Linked DNA regions of Cyprinus carpio: region 2 is linked to region 1. The links are chromatin contacts, called in public Hi-C maps. All regions are on one chromosome and are shown on one strand. The core of a region is the stretch at or near the end of the contact, and the rest is flanking DNA. Distances in the headings are between cores, read along the strand shown. Region 1 holds the start of LOC109069065 (MAP7 domain-containing protein 1-like). Region 2 has its middle 20 kb from the start of LOC122148779.

Region 1 (5,446 bases), core at 754-3,253:
CGTAAGGTTAGCTGTCTCTCATTTTCTGTTCTTGTATTAAATTCTCAGAGTAACTTAGCCACAACGAGAAAGCAATATCCAATCCATTTTGTGTTTCTATTCATTTAAACGTACTGAGACCCATTCGAAACACATTTTACTAAAGTGCAGTGAAGGCGTCTTGAAGGAGCTTCTTCAAATTGGGATTCAAAAAAGCCTCAAAGTTGCCCTTGATCTATCAGTGATGGATGGTGCATGTTAAAATACCTTCAATCATAACCTCTTCACTATCTGTCTGCCTCCTCTTTTGGTTTGCAGGCCACATTAGAAGAGTTTTTTGATGTAAGATCTTTACAAAGCACTGGACAGATTACATAAAACCCATCAGTATCTACTCATAAACAAATCTGATTTATGTTTTAAGGCTTATTTGTAGTTTAAGGGGGTCCAATGTGACCACATTCTCACCTATGTCATTGCAACAAAGCCTCTTTTTATCACATCTGTGTCGTTCTCCGTGATGAATTAGGGCAGGGTACGCAATGAGTGCGCCATCACGCCGGATACACATCCCGGGGCTTCTGTGCTGTACAGATCCCACTTGTTTAACTCATGACTGATTGGATCTACATTTATCTCCAAATACCCGCAAGCAGGGACTGAAAGCAATCTGAGAAACTTTCCGCCTGACTTGCATTGCATGCTGTTTTTTGACCCATGTGTTATTTTTATGTCTGTTTTAGCTAATCAGTTTTAATCTGCTTGTTTTTTAACCATTTGCAAGAGTATGTTTTGGAAATGTAGATTATTCACACAAATGTAAGTGGTTCAGTGTAGGTATGCTTCACTAGTTGTTGTTGGCAGGGTTATATCAGTGGCTCCAGATGGCTGATTTGCTTCGTGCTGCTAGAATGGCCTGATTTCAACTCTTAAATGCTCTATAGTTAAAGTATTAAATAAGACCAGACTCACATTAGTTTACACATGACCCAATCCAGTTCGAACTATACTGACAATTTCAGCAGTCTCAGATTGGTGTGCTCACAGTTATACGGGTCTGAGAGTCTTTGACTTGCGCTGTATTTAATTCAGTTCAATTCAAGTTTATTTGTATAGCACTTTTCACAATACAAATAGTTACAAAGCAGCTTTACAGAAAATTAAGTTTCTACAATATATTTAGTAGTAGCTTGTCAGTGGTGACTATGTCAAATTGATGTACATATGGTAGATTTGTGTGGTGTATTTTAGTTTTTGGTTATTTAATCAATTATTATAATTCAGGTCTTGGACATGGTTCATTTTATTTGTCTTTATGGGGAGAACTGTACTTTTTGAACCACTGTCTGCAATCAGTGTTATTTTTTCATTGGATGTTATTCTAGTTTTTTTTTTTTTTCTATTTTCATTTCCATTTTTTTATTTCAGTTAGTTAATTTGGTTGAGTTTTTGTAATTTTTTATTAGTTATTTTGTATATCGTTTTTGTCAATTTTTTTTCAGTTTTAGCTTTAGGTATTTTAGTAGGGTACATCAATAATAATTATAATTATGTTCTACATAATACTAAATTAAAATAGTAAACATTTTTACGAAACATTTTTATTTATTTATTTATTTATTTTTATTTTTTTTTTTTTTTTATTTTATTTTATTTTTTTATTTTTTTTGATTACCTGGAAATAAATATATTGCGTTTGCAGACCCAAATGTTGGGTGTGTATATGTTTTGCAGCGGGACACAGTAAAGGACGTGTGTACCCTTGTGCCTCCATCCTGATTCCGTAGATCCAGCTTTTAGAAACCGAGAGAGGGAGCCATTCTGCAAAAAACCTACAGCTCTACCTCTTCCTTTACAGCACATGTGAAGACGCCAGTATTTTCATAAATGTATTTAAAGTAAATTAGAGATATAAAATTTTAAATAGTGTATTTAGCCATTAATAACATTTTCAAATATGCAAACTGCGTGTCAGCGTCCCCCATGCAGGTGAATGGTACGCTCCAGTGGATAGGCAGAGACCGTCCCGCATCGAGCCGCTGTATTCGGCGAACGGCTGCTGTGTGTTGGGCAGGGCCCCGGACCTGGCCCCCCTCTTTTTCTATCTTTAGTTTTCACAGCTGAGATCACACGTTTGAGTGGGAATAGCGAATTTAATCTACAATCGATCGTATTGCTCTTTTAATTGAGCTCAACTGTTTGTTATTGACCAGATTTAAAGGGCCACTCCATTCGGGTGTGTTCATAACTTGGAGTTCCTCTTTTTTCACTCGTCTCTTCTGGAGCCTGTAATGGAATGACTGACTGAAAACCATGAACAAAATGGAGAACAAGGCTCTAGAGAGCAGCTTTGAAGAAAAACTGACGCTGTCAGACAAAGGTAAGTACAACTGAAATAAAACAAATACGTACAAAATGTCCATGAAACCCTGAATAAACGCATGGGTGGTCAAAGGACGCAGAATATATTACCAGAGTAGGCTATATGTGCGCATATTTTCCGTCATGTCATAGTGTTTATATTTTGTATGTACCTATTATTATAGGTTTCTGTGCCGCCTGTCATTAAGAAAATGACAAAATAGCGGCCCATATGTGTTTGACCTGGATAATGGCTTTTCGCATTTCAGTGAGCAAAATTCAGTGGCGTTTAATGTCAGCACTCTTTGATGATTCGGATATTATATTCGCTGTTATTGCTTGATCATTACTATATTTCCACGAGAAAAGCATCAGTGAGTTTATCTATTAAGAGGTTTCATGGATTTGAGTGCAGTACCGGTGTGCGAAAACCAGCCCTGCTCATGTCTAATTATCCGCTACATGTATAACACTCATAATTCAGCACCAAATGAAAGCCCACAGGTTTTTCGTTGTTGCATCATGATTAATCCTCCTGTTACCTTGTTATGATACAGAACTCAATGTGATCCTGCAATTGGAAACTACAAAATTTTTTTTTAAAAAATTCTTAATCAGTATTTTGATATTGTTTGACAGTAAAAAACAAAAACAAAAAAAACATTAAACATCCTTAAAACAAGATTAATTTACTTGTGATGCTAAAAGGTAAGCAGTTTGCCAATGTAGTAAAAATGTATTATTATATATTGATTATCTTGTCATATATTTTATAATATATAGGCCTAGGCTATCTTTTATTAATAGGACAAAGATACTGATTGCCAGCTTGCATAGCTTTGGAGTAATTTCTGTGTAAATTCGCAATGCCACATAAAACCCAGGCTAAATTATACCTGTTCTGACCCGCCTCAACAGTATCAAAAAGTGCAATTGCTGCATAAATGCATTTATGCTACCTCTGAGCAACATTAAACAAACCCCTAAATGCCACTTCAGAAATGCTTTTGTGCTGCCGTTGTAGTGCAAATTTGATGTTGGTTTATTAATTTTGCATGGGATCATATTTGAAAAGGATTCTGTAGGTTGCAGATTCAAATCCCATAAGGCATAATTCATGATCAACAGCTATTGTGTCCTTGAGCAAGGCATTTAACCTCAGGCTAGTTATAATGCATTGTAAGCTGCTTTGAATGAAAGTGTCTTCTGAAGTCGGATGCAACCCCATAGGTTTTACTAGAGTTCTCTAATAAATTACCTTTAACGGCAAGGTCAAATGCTGCCTCCAGATGCAGTTGCAGGTATAGAAATGTCAGTTATGCTAAGGAAACAGTCATTGCCTCTTAGTTTGTGCACATTCCTGTCTCTTGGTATCTGTAGTTTTAAATCAGGTAGTTTTGAACTGTCATACCACATGTGTACTTGTGCAGCCCTAAACTGTAAAAATGCGCCAAAAGAGGAGGAAACATGTAATCGCATTCCTATGAGATGACTGTGTTAAAGACAGATCTCGTTCTCAACTCTTTTGTGCCGGGCCAGTAAACTACAGCCTAGCAAACCCCCAGAACACCTTAGCAACCATGATGATCCTTGATGACCAGCTGACCTTTAAAGATCACATTGCAAAAACAGCACAGTCATGCAGGTTTGCACTACACAACATCAGGAAAATCAGACCCTTCTTAACAGAGCATGCAACACAGCTTCTCGTCCAGGCCCTTGTCATTTCTAGGTTGGACTATTGCAATGCTCTTCTGGCTGGACGTCCAACATGTCCAACTGAAAACTCATCTCTTCCATGAGCATCTAACTGCCTCTTATTATCCTCCTGTCCAAGCTTTTTACTATTTTGAATGATGACTGAAACCTTGTGTAATGAACACTTCTTGTGTTTACTGCCATCTTAAAAGACCCCCCCCTCAATTTTTTTTCTTGTGTCATTTATTCATATCCTGTGAATGTGAAGCTGATCTCAGATCAGTGGCAGCTGAATGGCTCACACCTTGGGCCATTTGAGTCATAGACACCAGTGTGTCATTATTATTAGCTCTGATGGATGCCTTGTCCTGTAGCCTGAGGCTCAGAGAGCCAGAGAGAGAGACAGGCAGAGAATCCTCTGTACAGCAACATTGATTGCTTTGTAGTGAGTGTTTGGGGGGCAGGACCAAGATTCTCCAAGACTGAACTTGTTCAAAGGGACACTGTTTCCCCATCACACATGAGACTATACAAAGACTTTGTCAGGTTTTCTCTCTCACACATGGCAAGACATTTTCTGTACACTGCACATGCTATATGATTCTGCTTGATAATATAGAACTTAATTTTAATTTGCTGTTTTGTTTAGAGTAAAGATATCAATAAGAAACTAGAAGGTTTTAGAGCCTTTTGCCATACGAGAACCTTTATAATTTTTTTTTTTTTTGCTAATATTGTGGCTATAATGTCATATGCTGATTGCTTTGTTGTTTTTTATTCTTGCCGTTTTTAATTTCATTATGTTTTTATTTTCAGTATAGTATATTTTTAATATCGGAGGGTTTGTGGTGTGAATGTTTTTATACATATAAGTTTGCAAGGCATGCGCATACATAAAATCTTCAAAATCTCCACAGAACCACTTAGAACCTCACAAACCCTCTACAGCCAAAATCAACGTTTTAAGAAGAAAAATGGTGCTTTGCTAAACCTGAAGTACTGCAGAGGTCCATTAAATAGCCTTTATGTTTTAAAACCAGGCCTAGATGAGAAAAGGGTTATTTCCTGTGGGATGAAGTTATTTATTGTTCAAGCCGAAGGCTCTTGTCTTTGTTAGTAATGTATGACGTGGATATTCTCATTCTCAGACACTCAGAGCCAATGACGAAATATTTCCTGCTTTTTTTTCCAAGAGGTCTTGGAGGATTGGAAATTTCAATATCTGGCCAAAGTGGCCAGCTCAGCAGACTGCGTGGGATTATTGCAACAGGTTTTAACTAAGAATTTCATTTTAATATTACCCAACAGACTGCTATAACATAAGAAACATGCTTTAAAAGCATTCTCCTTCAAAACTAACATCCTACAAAGCTTCCAGAGGTGATTTGAACTGTATACTAATGATCTA
Region 2 (5,446 bases), core at 1,112-3,611, 42 kb after region 1:
AATAGAGATTATTTGTCTCCAGTTTACTTTGTGTCATTATGGATTCACATACACCACATTTGCACTGTAAATATTTACACAGTATGCTCAATAAAGACGACGTTTATTTTGTTTAAAAAATACTGTTTGTCGAATGTTTGACATAGTTGAAGGTCAATCAAATTTAATGAATTTAATGACCAAATTTGTTCCATGCATGCATTGTTTCTATATCAGTATTTTCATATAGTTTATATACTACTATAGTATGTATCAACATTTTGAATTAGCTTTTATTTTCTCACTGATTATGAGGTACATGGTTGAAAACAAGCATTACAGTGAGAAGTTCTAGTAATATTGTTCTACTAATGGAAGGACTAATTATAAACACTTTAATTGGTTAATTTATTAGGATTTTGTCAAAGTATTTTTTTTTTATATAGCACCATTTATATAGCAGCAGCTGACCAATGTGCTTTACAATGCATTATAAAACATTCATAAAATAAAATCAGACAGAAGCCATTGATAGAATGCTAGCAGTATATTACAAAATGTAGTGAACACTGAAAGCCAGTAAAAGAAGTGAGTTTTAGTAATGACTACAGGGGTGGAGTAGATCTAATCTGAAGTGAAAGAAGTTAGATCTGTGCATAAGCTGAAAGCGTAATTCATTTAGACAAGATGTGACTTAGGATGTAGCTCTGTCACTTAAACACAGGAAGTTCTCTGCTGATACACTGAATTTACTTTTGCTTTCTCTTGTATTCTCCACACCACTGAATGCCAGAGCTGAGGCTTTTCTCATATTTCTCCTATGCATGTTTCAGAATGGTTTTGAGAGGGATTTAATGTGATCATTTTTTAGGTGAAACTATTTGTGCACACTTGTGGCATCACTTAAACTTTAAAGGCCTAGAAACAGACAAATGTAACACCCCGTTGTACTCAAACCCACAATGACAAACATGCCACTTTCATCTGTATCAAGACCATATGCATGCAAAACAAACACCAGAAAAGAGAAATAAGGCTTTGAAAGATATTGTATCTAGAGCTACTGAGCAGAGCGTGAAGTGAAACAGCACAAATAGTTTCCACTGAATGTAGGTTACATTGTTAATCTATTGAAAATAACCCATAGCATGAGCTCACTCTAAATTCAGTCGTGGTGCACATATAGATATTTACTTTTCAAGCTGAAAAGCTACTTTTCTTTCTTTCTCCAGCTCAGTGATTTGCATGTGTTTATGTATGTGTATCCAGGCAGATAACTTTTCATCTATTTTAATCTACATCAGCAATAAAGACTTTACTGGACATGAATTAAGCTAGCATTAAACTCTCAATGTTTACATTAAACTAAGAATGCAAACCATTTGCCAATGTGACAGACAGGATTGCAAGAGTCGTGCCGTGCTTTCATTCAGTTTCGATCGTGCCAATTCAAATATGATACATGCTGATAATATTACAGAATTTTTAAACATTTGTATGATTTGGTTTTGATGTTTGTGCTTATGTGTGGGTGTGTCTGTGTTTATATATACAGTATAGTTAGATATAGATCAATAAAGATATATAGATAGATATGTGTATGTGTGGATGTGTAGTAATTATTTATTTAAAAGATATGATTGATGATTTGACGTACAGATTGCAGATCTGCACCAGAATCTTTCTCTGGCCCTGTTGCAGATGACTATTTTTGCGATAGCAGCTGCAAGCACTCTTAATACCACCCAGAGAACAATGCTTATCTCTGTCTTTTAATAAGATTATTTTTATTAGAAATCATTGTCAGTGGCTTATAATGTAACACCATGTGCACCAAGACTATACTGAGAAAAGGCCAGTAGTTCCTGGCAAGCATCTGTAACGGTAGTATTTTTGCAGACATGTCTGGGAGAGATTGGCTTATGCGGGCTGACTCTCTGTAGTGTTTCCTCTCTGTGAGAAATAGTGTCTGGTGTTGGACAGATTTCTCTGAACTGGCCCCGAGGCCTGTGATCACAGCTGTCACTCTGAGACGCTTTCAACAGGTGCTTGAAATGGAGGCGCTGCGGCTGTTTTACCATGTGTAGATGCTGCAGCAGAGCTTAGAAATAAAAATGGCCTTATACTGTATTAGAATTCAGCTCATTGTTGAAAATTAATGAAAGGGGGGGAGAGAAAAATTTGTTTATATTCAAATGTAAGTATTTCTAAAGGGACTGAGGAATGGGTTTAGTGTATATATCAGGCCTTTTTCAAGTTTGAAGTAAACATTCATAGTTTTGATTCATTTAAATTCAAGAGAAAAAGAAAACAAGAAGAAGAAGAATAGCAGGGAGGGGCGTGTGTAACGCTCTGCGTGCGCGCGCATGTGTTGATCAGGAAGCTCTGGCTCTGAACTACGTTACTTCGGAATCATCTTGCGTTTCCTGAGGCCCCCAGATGGCCACTTCTCGGTTTCATTACTCAGAAATCTTACATAACTGAACTCATACAAGTTATATGGGCGAAATAGATCAGTATAATTAAAATCAGACGTATATCGATCAGCGTTTGGCGTTTAATACACGCTATTCTACCGTCGCGTGCGCGCAGCGTCTCAGTGCGCTCGTGCTAATCACATCTGACTAGCTCCTCAGGTGAGTCTATTTTTATTTATTTTTACACATTTTAACACTATAATGTTGTTTTCTGTTGGGTTTTCTCCCAGAAATGTTCTTTCGTGTTATTTTGATGTCGTTGTGTCCGCTTCTGTGCGTTTCAAGCCGTTTCAAATGAGCTAATGAGGCTAGTGTTAGCATAGTGGCTAACAGCAGCAATTTATCTGGATTTTTGATAACATTGTGTATTTTGGCAGCATAATAATTAATTTGTCGTTTTACTTTTTTTGTTGATATAATTACTCAGCCAGATTTGTATGTATTCTGAACTCATTGAGGTGGATTAATGATATTTATAATATCGTTAGTGGTAACTTTAAAACGATCCTGAATGTAGATACAATAGTAATGCGACTATTGTACTGAACTCATTTTTTATTTCCACCCTTACCATGAAAGAAGTGAAGCAAAACAATACCTAGTCAGCTGTTTGAACCTGTAGGCAGGTTTGCTGCCTACCTAGACAGCATTTTATGCGTCTCAAATTGTCTCAAAACCTAGTAAATTGGCTATTAAACTTCTCATGTATTATCGACGGAGTCTGAAATGCTGTTTATATTGAGACACAGCCAGTGAGTGTCCTCTGTACTGATGATTTGATTAATGCAAATTTTTCACCCTAGTATTTCCTGAATAGATTAGAAACTAGCTGCACCGGTTGGGTTGCACTGTTTCTTACCCCAAAGGACTGGGTGAAAATTGCTTGGCAGTTGTTCCTGTTCCTGATTTGACTGCCAGATGCATAGACATTATGTTTACAAATCTTTCATGCTATATGATGCACCCTGATCTCTATCCCACACTGAAAAATGCTTCATATCAATTAACATAGGCGTCTAATCTTACTAGATAAATGCAACACACTGGAAAAGCAGGACCTGGAGTTGTTAAAATCTCATAGAGTAATAGTTAACCAGCCAGTGTAAGCAATTCTGAGCTATATATTCATATTTTCAGAAACTGGTCAGAAATGGAAACAAGAGTCAGTTGTATATATTGCAAATAAAGTGGCTGAATGCAACATTCCATTATTGTAAAGGACTTAAAATATGCACAGTATTGTAAGGAAGTGTAATGGTTATGCGTGTTTAACCCTTTAACTGTCACCCCCCATTTTTTTAAAATAGGCATTAAAGTGCACTATCCAAACTTAAATTGTTGCAATTTATGAACACTTTGGAATATAAACCTAAGGTTGGTCTCTTTTTTTAAAGAAGAAAATTAGCAGGCAAAAGTGGATTTTTTTTTCAAAAAATAAAAGTATCAAAAAGTTATAGAAGTTTAAATGTACTGTAAATAAAATGTTAAATAAAATTTTATTTATTATAAATATTTTACATAACATGTTTTACTCTAAAATTGGTATAAAATTAAAGCCTTCTGTCTAAATAAGTTATGTTCCAAATTTGAAGTTGATATGAAAAAAATTGAGCTTCCTGTGAGATTTTAAGGCGTCATACCACAAACAGCCACTGGGAGCCATCAAAACTCCTTTGGATTTTGCTTAATGAATTTTTCTCTAGATTTCTGTCAATTTTACTTCTATCTAAAAATAACCACCAAATATGGAATCCTGAGACTCAGACCTTTCCAATGATATGTTTGTTGCCAAAATTATAAAAAGTTTTGATTCTAAAAGACGTAATGCATTTTGTAATATGACACTTGACACTGCCCACTAAGGGGGAGGAGACCGCCTTAAGATTTTAAAGTACCATTTCCATGGTAACACTATGTCCAATTTCAAAATGGCTTCTAAGCTTTCAAATGATATATAATTTATGATGATTACTAAAAGATTTCATAGAGAAAAAGGACAACAAAAAAAGTGCGCCAAGCGTCCCACAGGTGGGACGGTGACAGTTAAGGGGTTAAGAATCTGAAACTGTTTCACCTAGGGATGTACCGATCGATCGGCCAGGGATCGGAATCGGATGATTTTCCTCATGATCGGTGACCGGCCGATCAATCTCACTTCTTTCCGATTTGGAGCCGATGTTTTGTTACCAGCGGCACATGCAATAACGTCACGTCAGCTGTGCATTCTCGCTTTCTTCTCTCCGAAGACCACTTGTCTCTCTCACACGTCAGTGCTGCGAGATCCAATGAGAAGAGTTTGAATTCGCCGAACAGTGATAAGGTTGCAGCGAGATCTAGTGAGAATCATTCAAATTCTGCACAGAAATCTGATGTAAACAGTGCTGACATAAATCAGGAAACCAGAAGCGGTAACTGTAACTATGGTGTTGTGGTAGAAATAGTCGAATGTATTACATCATTCATTTCAGGGTTTGTACAACCTTTTGCGAGAGAAATTCAAGCACTTTTCAATAACTTTCAAGCATTTCACACAACTGCTTCCAGCACTTTAAAGCTCTAAAATGATCCAGTTTGAATGTTATTTTTAATGGGATGAACAAAATATACTTTGTAGTAAACAGACACTTATGTAAAATTGTAAAATACATCAAATCACAATTATAACCAATAGACCGCAGCAGAGGAGCACTTATTGGCTTATAAGTCATTCATTTCTACTTTTTCTCTATGTCTTGAAATGATAAAATCACTATTATAAAAAATCAGATTTTGTCAGAATTTTACACTTTTTTTTTTGTGTGTATGAAGTAATAAGTCACAAACTTTTCTTCAATTTGCTACTAAATCACACACAATCACTGAAGTTTGTCAGTGCCATATGCTAGAAAAATAATAGTAAATTTAATAAGAGTGGAATATATACATTTTCTGTATATAAAAAGTAGATTTTGCACCTGCTACTGTTGTTAATAAAAGTAAATTTTGTATGC

The links. Hi-C and Micro-C count contacts between places; a contact is called where the count stands out from the background.
Region 2: a contact with region 1 is called in a Hi-C map of skeletal muscle, with 2.8 times the contacts expected there. The contact joins the enhancer-like site here to the promoter of LOC109069065 in region 1. A contact is called at or near these places in 6 of 8 Hi-C or Micro-C datasets (liver and skeletal muscle).

Annotation. Positions count from the first base shown.
Region 1 is chrA19:9,544,623-9,550,068 of ASM1834038v1, forward strand. LOC109069065 (MAP7 domain-containing protein 1-like) reads left to right here and starts at 2,004. Exons shown (of 17, transcript XM_042776272.1): 1 at 2,004-2,359. The coding sequence starts at 2,293.
Region 2 is chrA19:9,586,015-9,591,460 of ASM1834038v1, forward strand. No RefSeq gene overlaps it. Among protein-coding and RNA genes, the nearest start is that of LOC122148779, 20 kb to the right of the region's middle. Within about 2 kb of position 2,362, at least 7 of the 8 cell types and tissues checked have an H3K27ac peak or open chromatin away from gene starts, as enhancers often do. A contact at or near this core is called in liver and skeletal muscle, where this site is marked.